Regions from separate parts of the Mus musculus genome. Here region 2 is linked to region 1. A link is a contact called in public promoter capture Hi-C data. All regions are on one chromosome and are shown on one strand. The core of a region is the stretch at or near the end of the contact, and the rest is flanking DNA. Distances in the headings are between cores, read along the strand shown. Region 1 holds the start of Ncf2 (neutrophil cytosolic factor 2). Region 2 holds the start of Nmnat2 (nicotinamide nucleotide adenylyltransferase 2).

Region 1 (5,084 bases), core at 1,046-3,545:
GTTTGTTTGTTTGTTTTTGTTTTGTTTTGTGGGAAAGGCATACAACAGAACTAACTAGAACAAGTTTGCTGCAGCTGGGCATAGACCCACGCCTTTAAGTTCAGCACTGGAGGCAGAGGCAGGCAGATCTCCGTGAGTTCATGTGAAAGGCAAAGTAATGTTTTAAATTTTAATTACTGTGCCTAAAAGATCCATGAAACAAAAGTGCCTTGGCCAGGCGTGGTGGCACACACTTTTAATCCCAGCACTCAGGAGGCAGAGGCAGGTGGATTTCTGAGTTCGAGGCCAGCCTGGTCTACAGAGTGAGTTCCAGGACAGCCAGGGCTACACAGAGAAACCTTATCTCGAAAACCAAAAAAAAAAAAAAAAAGTGCCTCGGGCCTGTAAACCCTGGCCAAGGACAGATACTTCCTGAAATGACGGAGGCTATTGTTTATGGAAGAAGCAAGTCACGTGTTTTCACTTCCCCAAACAGGTTCAGTTGAGCCAACTACACGAATGTGCTAGATGACATGTGGGCAGGAGGTACGGAGACAGGAAATGGGTCAGGATGGTTGCTCACCCCTGATTGGATCTGATCAAAACACAATGGCCTTATGGCGTTCAGGAATAGCCTGGTCAGAGTCTATCATCCTGGCCAGTATTTAAAACGTTTGCTTTAAATTTGACTCAAAATTGTGGTAGTGGTCCTATTTTTTCCCTCGGGAGGATAAACATTTGAGGCCAGCCTGATCTACAGAATGAGTTCCAGGATACCCAGGGCTACACAGAAAAACCCTGTCCTGAGGAGGAAAAAGAAAGAAATGGTTACTTATTTGCTGGGTGGCACATGCCATTAATCTCAGAAGTCAGGAGGCAGATCTCTCAGTTAGATGTGTTGTTCCAGGAACCACGAACTCCAAAAGATCACCAAGCAGCCCTTTGCGATGTAATAGCATTAGGGTCTCTTTATTACAAGCGCAGGCTTGGGCTCTCCTCCATCCCAATCCTGACACAGCAAGGACAGAAAGGGAAGGTGGAGCGGCCTCGAACCCTCAGCAGGACAAGTTTTTATAGAAAAATAGGAGCAAGGGAGGGGGTGAGGGAGAGGGTGTCCAGTCTGGCAAGCATCTAATAGAATGGCTATAAGCTGAGAGGTGGGTGCTCTGAAATAAGGCCGTATACAAATAGCCTGAAGGTACATCTGAAACAGTCAGACTAATCTTTGATTAACTATTGATAGGAAGTAGCCAGGAAGTGTCCTCTGGCCAAGGACAAGCCGTGTGGTCCTTCCTGGTACGTGGGTACAGTCCCAAGATGGGGTAGGTTTGGTCTCTCAGATGGCCAGTCTGGCCTACTGATCAAGTTCCAAGACAGACAGGCCTACAAAGAGAAACCCTGTATTGAAAATCCAAAACAAAAGGCAAGCTTGATGGCACACTAAATTGTAAGGGCTTAGACTTTGGCTGGAACTCAGAAGAGCCCTGGGAAAAACTGAGCTCGGGTGCTTCTCAGTCTCCTCTCTGCCACCTCCCCTGACCCCTGCTCTGGAGGGCAGAGCATGGCAGAACCTACCGCTCCCTCTCCTGACCCTAAATTCTGATTCTCCCCCCCACCCCCCAAGACAGGGTTTCTGGCTGTCCTAGAACACTCCGTAGACCAGGCTGGTCTCGAACTCAGAAATCCACCTGCCTCTGCCTCCCAAGTGCTGGGATTAAAGGCATGCACAACTACTGCCAGGCTTAAATTCTGATTCTTGAGAGCTAGAACTTCACAGGCCTTGCTGTGTGTCCATTGTATTCCAACCGGCTGGGAGTGTTTCGGTCCAAATGTGGGCCGTGCTTTTGCTGTGGTTCAGACAACAGATCCCAGAAAAGAGGAGGGAGCATGGATGCTTCACTTACTGTCATACGTTGGCAGACACATGCAGAATGACCACATGCTTTCAGCTGCTACAACAGAGGAATCAACAGAGAATCTTAGAGATTTCCATCTTACTAAATGTGGAAATGGTTGGGTTTCGAACTTGGGACAAATGGCTTAGGTGGCTATAGCATATCAAAGCAGAGCTGGCCACCAGCTTCTCTCTGTAATCCTCCACCCTCTACGTGTCACAGAGCCTCCTATCAGGCATACCCTGCCTCCTATCCTGAACTCTTGGGCCTTGAGGTCTGCTCTTCCCTACATAATCCAATCATTTCTGTAACCTGCTGTCTTTGTGCCTTTGGGCCTCCTGGCTGCTGTGCCTGGCTCCTCCCACTCCCTTCTTCCTCCCCTTCCCTCTCCCCACATAGCACAGCTCAGCCTGTTCCTGTCTATTCAGCACTCTCCCGGAGGTCCCTGACTCTGGCTGTGCTCTCTCTCCCACACAGCTATAATAAACTCTCTCCTCCACCATATCTGGGAACAGTCATGTTCCTTTTCCTTTCTTATTTCTTTTCTTTCTTTTTCTTTTTTTTTTTTCCCATTCAGAGTGTGTTTCTAACTCGTCACACTCTTCCTTTTCCTGTGATGACAAGGTCGGTGTGAAGCTTTGTGTTTCGAGCTTGACAGGATCTAGATGAGCCTCAGGTCACACCTCTGAGGGATCGTCTGCCTTAGGTTAACTGAGGTAGAGCATCTGCTATGAAAAGTGACCAGGACTTGGGTCCTCCCTGCATAAAGAGAAGAAGGCTACGTGAGTATGAGTTGGTCCCCTGCATCCTGACAGTGGGTGCCTTGTGACCAGCTGCTTCAGGGTCTGACACCATGATTTATCCACCATCATGGACTGTACCCTGGAGACTAGTGAGCCCAAATCAACCCTGCCTTCATTACGATGTTTCTGTCGGAGTGTTTTACCACAGCAAGAAAATTGACTACTTCACAGCTTCTCCTCCTGTGATATCAGAAACCACTTGGTCTCCAGTAGTCTTTAGCCTTAGATGTCCTCGGTGCGAGAGTCCTTGCCTGAGGAAGCAAGCCGAAGAAACTGCATATGCGATCCCAGCGCAATCATGAAAGAAACCACATAACGTTATCTGAAAGAGCCCCCCAGCACTGCGATGGGATAGCGTGTGGGGGTTCAGCATTCTGAAAGAATGCAGAACTGAAAAGGATGACTGTAGCCCCAAAGAGAGCTAAGATGTGTGGGGCGTGACACCATTTTATTAAAATGTCTTAGATCTGCCATATTTACTCAGAATGTTAGGTGCTAGGTTCTGTGGGAAACAAGGAAAGCAGAAGGGCGCTCCCTGCCTCTAGCACTTACAGCAGAGCCCCTGTGTTCAGGTGCTGGGATAGAGAATGAAGAGAAATGCAGAGGAAGGGAAATCAATCTCTGTGGCCTTCTCGGGGTCAGGGAGGGTTTCATGTCGGGTGTGAGACAAAACTGATTCTCTGAGGACAGGCAGGTGGGCTCTGGTTGCACAGGCCTGGAATTCTAGCTACTTAGGTTGTGGCGAATTCAAGCCAGACCTAGGCTGCAAAGCAAGTTCAAGGACAGTCTTGGAAACCTAGTGAGATCCTGTCTCAAAATCATTTTTTAAAAGCCGGGGAAGGGGCTGGAGTTGGAGGTCAACGGTAAAGTACTTGCACAACATGTGAGAGGCTCTGGGTTTGATCTTCAGTACCGGTGGGGTGGGGTGGGGTAGGCTGGGAGGATGGATAACAGTAAAGTCTTCAGAAAAACGTATGATGAGAATCCACATTTAGGGTCTCAATTGTTTATTTGGTTAATTACCCATTCAGCCAATCATGAGAGTTTTACTAAGTATCCCTAGGAAGATGCTGGCATTGTTTGAAGTATACAGAGCTGAAAATGACCCCAGTCTCTTGCATGCTTAATATGAGGGTTCTTTGAAAGAATAAGTATACCTTACACATTCATTGTGACTAGGGTAGTCTGCCAACCAAATAAAACAGCAGTCATGATTTTAAAGGCTACCTGTGGCTATCTAAAGTCACGTAGAATCTAGATCATTTTTCTCTTGCTCCATTTTCCTTCCTTCTCCTCTGTCTCTGTCTCCAAAAACCCCAGCTTCGCCTCCCTTTTCCCTGTCCAATTACAGGCTTCTTGTTGTATTAACATTCAAATTGATTGGACCTGGAAAATTCTGCTACACAAAACTGCTGGGGTCCCACCCCCACATTCAGGTACTGAGATGGAGCACGGAGAGGCAGAGCAGAGGTTGATGATCTCTGGCCTTTAACCCTCTCTTGTTCTTCTGGGCCAACAGCTGATGGCTTCTGGAAATTAACTCTCTCTTGGTATTGGGGGCGGGAGTTGGGTGGGGAGGGAGGGTGCTGGTGGCAAAAGCTGACAATTAACTCCTGCTAATAGCAGCAGAGGATTAAGAAAAGAAACTTAGTTATTTGGGCTCTTTATTCTTTGACTCAGGCCTCTTGCTGTCCAGGTGAGAGGCCCAGAGATCCTTAACCAAATGAAAAGAGAGAGAGAGGGAGAGAGAGAGAGAGAGAGAGAGAGAGAGAGAGAGAGAGAGAGAGAGAGAAAGTCAGGCACACACAGAGAAGCAGAAAATGGCTATACCACCCCTTTATTGTTGTTCTTAGTTTTTAGTTTTTATACCTTCTCAGGATAATTGATCACATGGTGGTTTTTGTTTTGTTTTGTTTTGTTTTGTTTTTTGGTTTTGGTTTTTCGAGACAGGGTTTCTCTGTATAGCCCTGGCTGTCCTGGAGCTCACTTTGTAGACCAGGCTGGCCTCGAACTCAGAAATCCGCCTGCCTCTGCCTCCCGAGTGCTGGGATTAAAGGTGTGCGCCACCACGCCCGGCTGATCACATGGTTTTTAAAGCATTCTTACATTCCATAAGTTCATAGTAAGTTTAAGGCAAAATGGTTCATGTCATGGGTCGATAAGGCTTCAGGAGTTACAGTAACATTGTTTACATGTCTTTCCATTAAGACTAGTACCTGAATAAATAGTCACTATTTTATGGTTCTACAAGATCATTATAAGTTTAAAGTAATAGTTTTTATGTTCCAAGTTAGCATGGGTTTGTCAAGAGACAAATCATCTGCCTTGTGTCTTATTATTTTAATCTTGTATAGGTAAACTAGTTCATCACTTATTTTCTGTCCTTGCACCTACAATAAATTGCCCA
Region 2 (5,084 bases), core at 1,192-3,691, 150 kb after region 1:
CCTTTCTACTTCCCATTCTGCCTAGTGTGCCCATCCCCAAAGGTTCATGCTACATGACCTTTTCTGTGACTGAAGTTCCTGCTCAGACACTGTTTCAGCAAAGAGCCTGCCCGCCCCTGACCCCCTCGAAAGAGGACTGATTCCTTTTCTGTTTCTTTCCTTGCTTTATGTTTCTAGATATTCCGATTACTAATGCATCTATTAATTTTTTAATGGTCTGTTGTTTTTGCCTAGAGTGTGAACTGAATTAAAGCAGCAGCCCTATCTTGTTCACAACCCTTAAGTCAGTGCTTGGTATATGGCAGGCATTCAATAAATATTTATTGCTTAATTATAATTATGTTAATTGCCCAGCTTCTAACATCTCTTGCTCTTTCTACCCCGCCCATTTGCATCTTGTGTTAGAGAAGACACAAACTTCTGTATGAATTACACTGGCTCTTAAGACTCTTATATTGAAACCAGAAACTTTGGGGTCAGTACTTTGGCTTATCAGGTAAAGCAGATGTCACCAAGGCTGATGGTCTGAGTTCTATCCCAGGGACCCACACTTAAAGAGGAGAGAAATGACAGCTGCAGGTTGTCCTCTGAGCTCTGTGGTAGTGCTGTAATATTTGTGTGTGTGTGTGTGTGTGTGTGTGTGTGCGCGCGCGCACATGCATGCTTACGTGCACACACACAAAGTAATAAACTAGAAACTAGAAAACTAGAAAATCTCTCCACAGTAGGAATTGATTTACTATTCAGCAAAAATTAAGAAATATGAACCGCATGCCTGCCAGAAACTCTTAGATAAGAAGTAAGGAGCAGTGCTAATGCGGTGGCTGAACAGGCAAAGGTACTCACTACCAAGGCCGATGGCCTGGGTTCAACACCCAGTTCCCACAATGCAGAAGGAGAGAGCTGACTCTTGCAAGGAACTGTTCGTCCAAGAAGGCAATACTTGTGCTTCTGAATCAGGAATCTAATTACTGGTTCTGTAATGCATCCAAAGAGAACAGTTGTCCGGTCTTCAAACCTTTCCTTTCCCCCTATTCATTTTTCAGAGTCTTAGCCCATTCATTTACTAAACTCAAATTTTAAGGCGTTTCCCCAAACGTCTCTATATCCCATCCATCCGCAAAGACTAAAAGCTACAAAATCTATGGTATCTATCCTGCCCTGCCTCATCTCCCTGCTGCTGACTCTCTATACCCAGCAGTCCCAGGACAGGACCACCTGCCCAAGGCTGCCAACTTTCTCCTAATTCTTATTTTCCTCTTGGTTCTTTTCCTCCCAACACTCAGAGATCTCATAAAAATGTCAATTACATGGTACTCTCTGTCTAACGATTTCAATGGCCTCCTTTTGTTATTCCACTGTAAGTCAGTGACTCATAAGAACTTCCTGTCCATTATCCTAAACCCATATGATGACTGGGTGCACATTTCTCTACTACTGTTTGCCCACCTGTCCAGGACTTTTGGTTATATGGCCCTCCTTTCATGTTCACAAGCACTGGAAGCCTGTCTCCGGGTCTCTGTACCAACAACTTCTTGTCTAAATAGGCCTGCCTTAAATGTCGTCTAAGCCAGAGAGGCTTTCTCAGACTCCGTCCAATCTGCTCTGTCAGACAGTGAGTTAATTCAGTTATCATTCGGGGTCCACAGCAGCATCCAATAGAGAGTGAGCATCAAGAAGTAAGCATAGAGTGGTGACTGACTCAACTTGGACAGCTGATGTAGGAATTTCGTAATACTTAGCCTTACTAATTTCCCATTCATATCTGCCCAAACCCATAATTCAACCCACACAAAGGACCAACATTAGCAGAAGGGCTTTCTTAGTAGCCACAGGTCAAGATTTGGATTCCAGTCAATAGTTTAGAATCACTAAATAAGGGAGGAGAACAAAACAAAACAAAAAATCCGAAATGAACACTATTGAAAAGAAAACCTATCATTTGTCACTTTAAATATTAAAGCTCATGAAAAAGAAAATTCATAAAATCAAACATTTTTGAAGTCGGATATGTTAGGGAATGTAGACAGGGAGAGAAAAAGTGAGTCAGGAAAACGAAATTTGACACAGAGAGAACATAGCCAGCAACCACGCTGTAAGGATGCCAGGGTACCACTCCTTTCCTTGTAGATAAAGTAAGATGCAGTGAGGTGGGGTGGAGAGGGTAGAAACAATAGGGTCAGGAACCAAGACCAGTGACGCAAAAGAAGCTAGAGAGGAAGTAGGACTAAGCAGAGCCAAAGGGAGAGCAATACAAAAGCAGCCTTGGATCGAGCCGGAGTGGCAAGCGTTAAAGGGAGGCGGGGAGTGACGCGGTTTGCGTCTAGAGCGGCTCCTTGGAGTCCACAGCATCCACCGCCGGAGCCTCGCCTTCCTTTCTCCGTCTGCAGACATATCGAGACACAAAAAGAGGCAACCCCTGGATCAGTGCGAGAGACCTCATCCCATCATGACCGAGACCACAAAGACCCACGTTATCCTGCTGGCCTGCGGCAGCTTCAATCCCATCACTAAAGGGCACATTCAGATGTTCGGTGAGTCCTCCCGCCCACCCCGGAGGCTGCTTCCGCTGCTCTACTCTCGCCAATATCAGGGCTTTCCAAGGCGATTGAGCAGGAAGGCGTGCGCCCCTCCGGAGGGGTGCGCCGGCTGATCAGGCTGGTGCCAGGTCAGCCCCAACTATCCCCGCTAGCACGAGCCGACGCAAACTGCGTTTTTTCCAGGCTTCTCTAGCGTGGGGCCAGATCGCCTCGCCGAGGGCCAGGGATGGGGGAGGTGCGGGGCTGGGGGGTGAGTGTCCTCTGGGGTGGGGTGGGGGCGCCTGGTTAGAGCCCTGGAGTGCGGTGGTTTGAGTACTTGGCGGGCAAGGGTGGGGATAGGGGCAGAGGTTGGGGTGCGAAGAAGGAAGGAGAAGGGCTGAAGATAACGTGCTGTTTGTTTAGGATGGGCAGAAAGCTCGAAGGAGTTAAATGTGCCTCGGAGACACAAACACTCGCACACGACACACCAGTGGCAGGGACTGGGGCTTCAAGGAGACTAATACTGGGCTTGGCTGGCGGTTCCAGGAGGCTCAACGGACAATGTTTGGAGATTGTAGCTTTGGTGGCCCAGAGCGGTGGATGTTGGCTAATGGAGAGGGAAGGGTACCACTGCCCCGCCGAGGTTTGGCTCCGGCTGCCTTGGAAAGGGGAGGGGGCGGGGCGACTGCTTCGGGAGGTGGTCCACGAGCCGGCGAGATGGATCCCGGCCCAAGTTGGCCAAGGTTCTGCCCAAGGCGGCGATGACAACCGGCATCCTTGCGGTGTGAGTGTGAAGATGGATATTTGAATGTGCGTGAGAGCTCGTGTGTGGGGTAGGGACGTGTCTTCACGAGTTTGTTTTTTGAGGTTCGGGACGTACAGTGAGAGGGGGAAAGCTCAGGCGTCTCGGGTGCGTGCATAAAGGTCCAGCAGAGAGGCAGGAAAGAGGTAATTGTCCACGCAGGTTGAAATTTCTCGCCGCCGGTGCGGAAGCCACGCCGCTCGAAGGCTACTGCTTTAGGACCCAAAGGCGCAGGGTGTGTGCGCGTTTAGACCCCTGAGAGGGGGACGCGGGGTCACTTTAAAAGCAGAAATTGAGAAGTTATAAGTTGGGGTGATTTTTCTTTTCCCCTGGGACTCAAGGAAATGAGTAAGGGAGAGCCAGGGCTCTGGGGATGGGAGAAGGGCAGGGTGAGAGTCCCTGACCCGGCCCTGCGGTGAGGCGCTCTCCACAGGCGGTGGTGCTGAAACGCAGAGCGCTGCTACTGGCTGCGGGCACACGTGTTTGCCCAGGTCTGGAGGACTGCCAGAGCTTTCCTAGGCTGTTTAATGAAAGCCACAGCATATCCGTGAAGACCACCCCAAATGCATAAGCCAAAACTCTTTCCTCTAACCCTAAAAGATTATTCTGCACTGGGCCTTACGGCTAACAGGACAACATTATAAAACTACCCTGCACACAGGACAGGTTCAGTAGCCACCTTATGGAACGGGGAAAGTTAGGACGTCTAAGAAGCAGCCATTCCTTCTGCTTTATTCTGTAAGCTTTTAAAAGTGTTTATTCAGAAATGTCGCCAACTTGCCTGTTAAACAGGGTGCTTTGTTCCAGCATTAAGGTAAACCAGCAGCAAGGTAGGCCACATCCCCAGTCTTTTGAAGTAGCAGCAACCTGGGCAGCCACCACTTTTAACCTTCTTGTGAGTTCAGTGCCTTCTCTTCTACTCTTCCTCCTCATGGCTCACTTTCCGTTGGCAGTCGTTTGCTAATATTGTTTCCCTCCCCCTTGGCCAGGCAGGATCGGGCTTCCTTGGGAACTCTTTGGCTTTAGGAGCCTTTAGTGGGAGAGTGGGTGCTCCTCCTTTTTTTCAGGGACTAAGGATGTGGAAAATCCCACTTGCTGTAGGATTAGAAGTGGGTCAGATTTTGATTTTGATGGAGAGCAAGGGCATGGGACTGCAGCTGGAGAGTTTGGTAGCAGCGATAAGGGCGGTTACTGAGGGAATGCTGGCCAGACAGTTCTCCTGGAGCTTTGGGGATAAAATGTGAAAGCAGGCAGGGGTGGTAGCAGAAGAGTTTTGTGGATGGAGACATTTGACAGTGGCCATTAGTCACTTCCCATTGGCACCGAGGACCAATCAAGAATAGCTGTCAAGAACGCCTTTTTAAGTGTCCATTAAGTGTAACATAAAGAAACACAGGAAAAAGGCTGTGATGTGGGTTCACTCTGGGTGGAAGGAGCTTACCACCTAATGGAGGCATTTCCAAAGTACAGAAACATGTGAAGAAGAAGATGAGATAGATATCAAACCGTTTATTGTGGAATCTCTTATCGGTATCTTTGAGCTTCTGTTGCATTTTGAAAATTATTTTTGACATCTATTTCATTATTATTTGTGATTGTGCATGTGTGTGCATGCAATGTGTATGTATGTGTGTGTGTGCATGCATGTGTGTGTATGTGTGTATGTGTGTGAGTATGCATATGTGTGCATGAGTGCATGTGTGTGCATGCACGTGTGTGTATGTGTGAGTATGCATGTGTGTGTGCATGAGTACATGTGTGTG

What was found. Promoter capture Hi-C pulls out the DNA fragments that hold promoters and counts their contacts.
Region 2: a contact with region 1 is called in a promoter capture Hi-C map of embryonic stem cells, with 2.8 times the contacts expected there. The contact joins the promoter of Nmnat2 here to the promoter of Ncf2 in region 1. A contact is called at or near these places in 7 of 39 promoter capture datasets (the HPC-7 cell line, embryonic stem cells, liver and 2 more), 7 of 484 Hi-C or Micro-C datasets (the AtT-20 cell line, embryonic stem cells, nephron progenitors and 1 more), 6 of 115 datasets of contacts at active chromatin or transcription factors (embryonic stem cells and neural tube) and 3 of 9 other capture datasets (adipose tissue, embryonic stem cells and liver).

What each region holds. Positions count from the first base shown.
Region 1 is chr1:152,797,858-152,802,941 of GRCm38.p6, forward strand. It overlaps Ncf2 (neutrophil cytosolic factor 2), which reads left to right and starts at 2,296. Exons shown (of 16, transcript NM_010877.5): 1 at 2,296-2,656.
Region 2 is chr1:152,952,660-152,957,743 of GRCm38.p6, forward strand. It overlaps Nmnat2 (nicotinamide nucleotide adenylyltransferase 2), which reads left to right and starts at 2,442. Exons shown (of 11, transcript NM_175460.3): 1 at 2,442-2,534. The coding sequence starts at 2,450.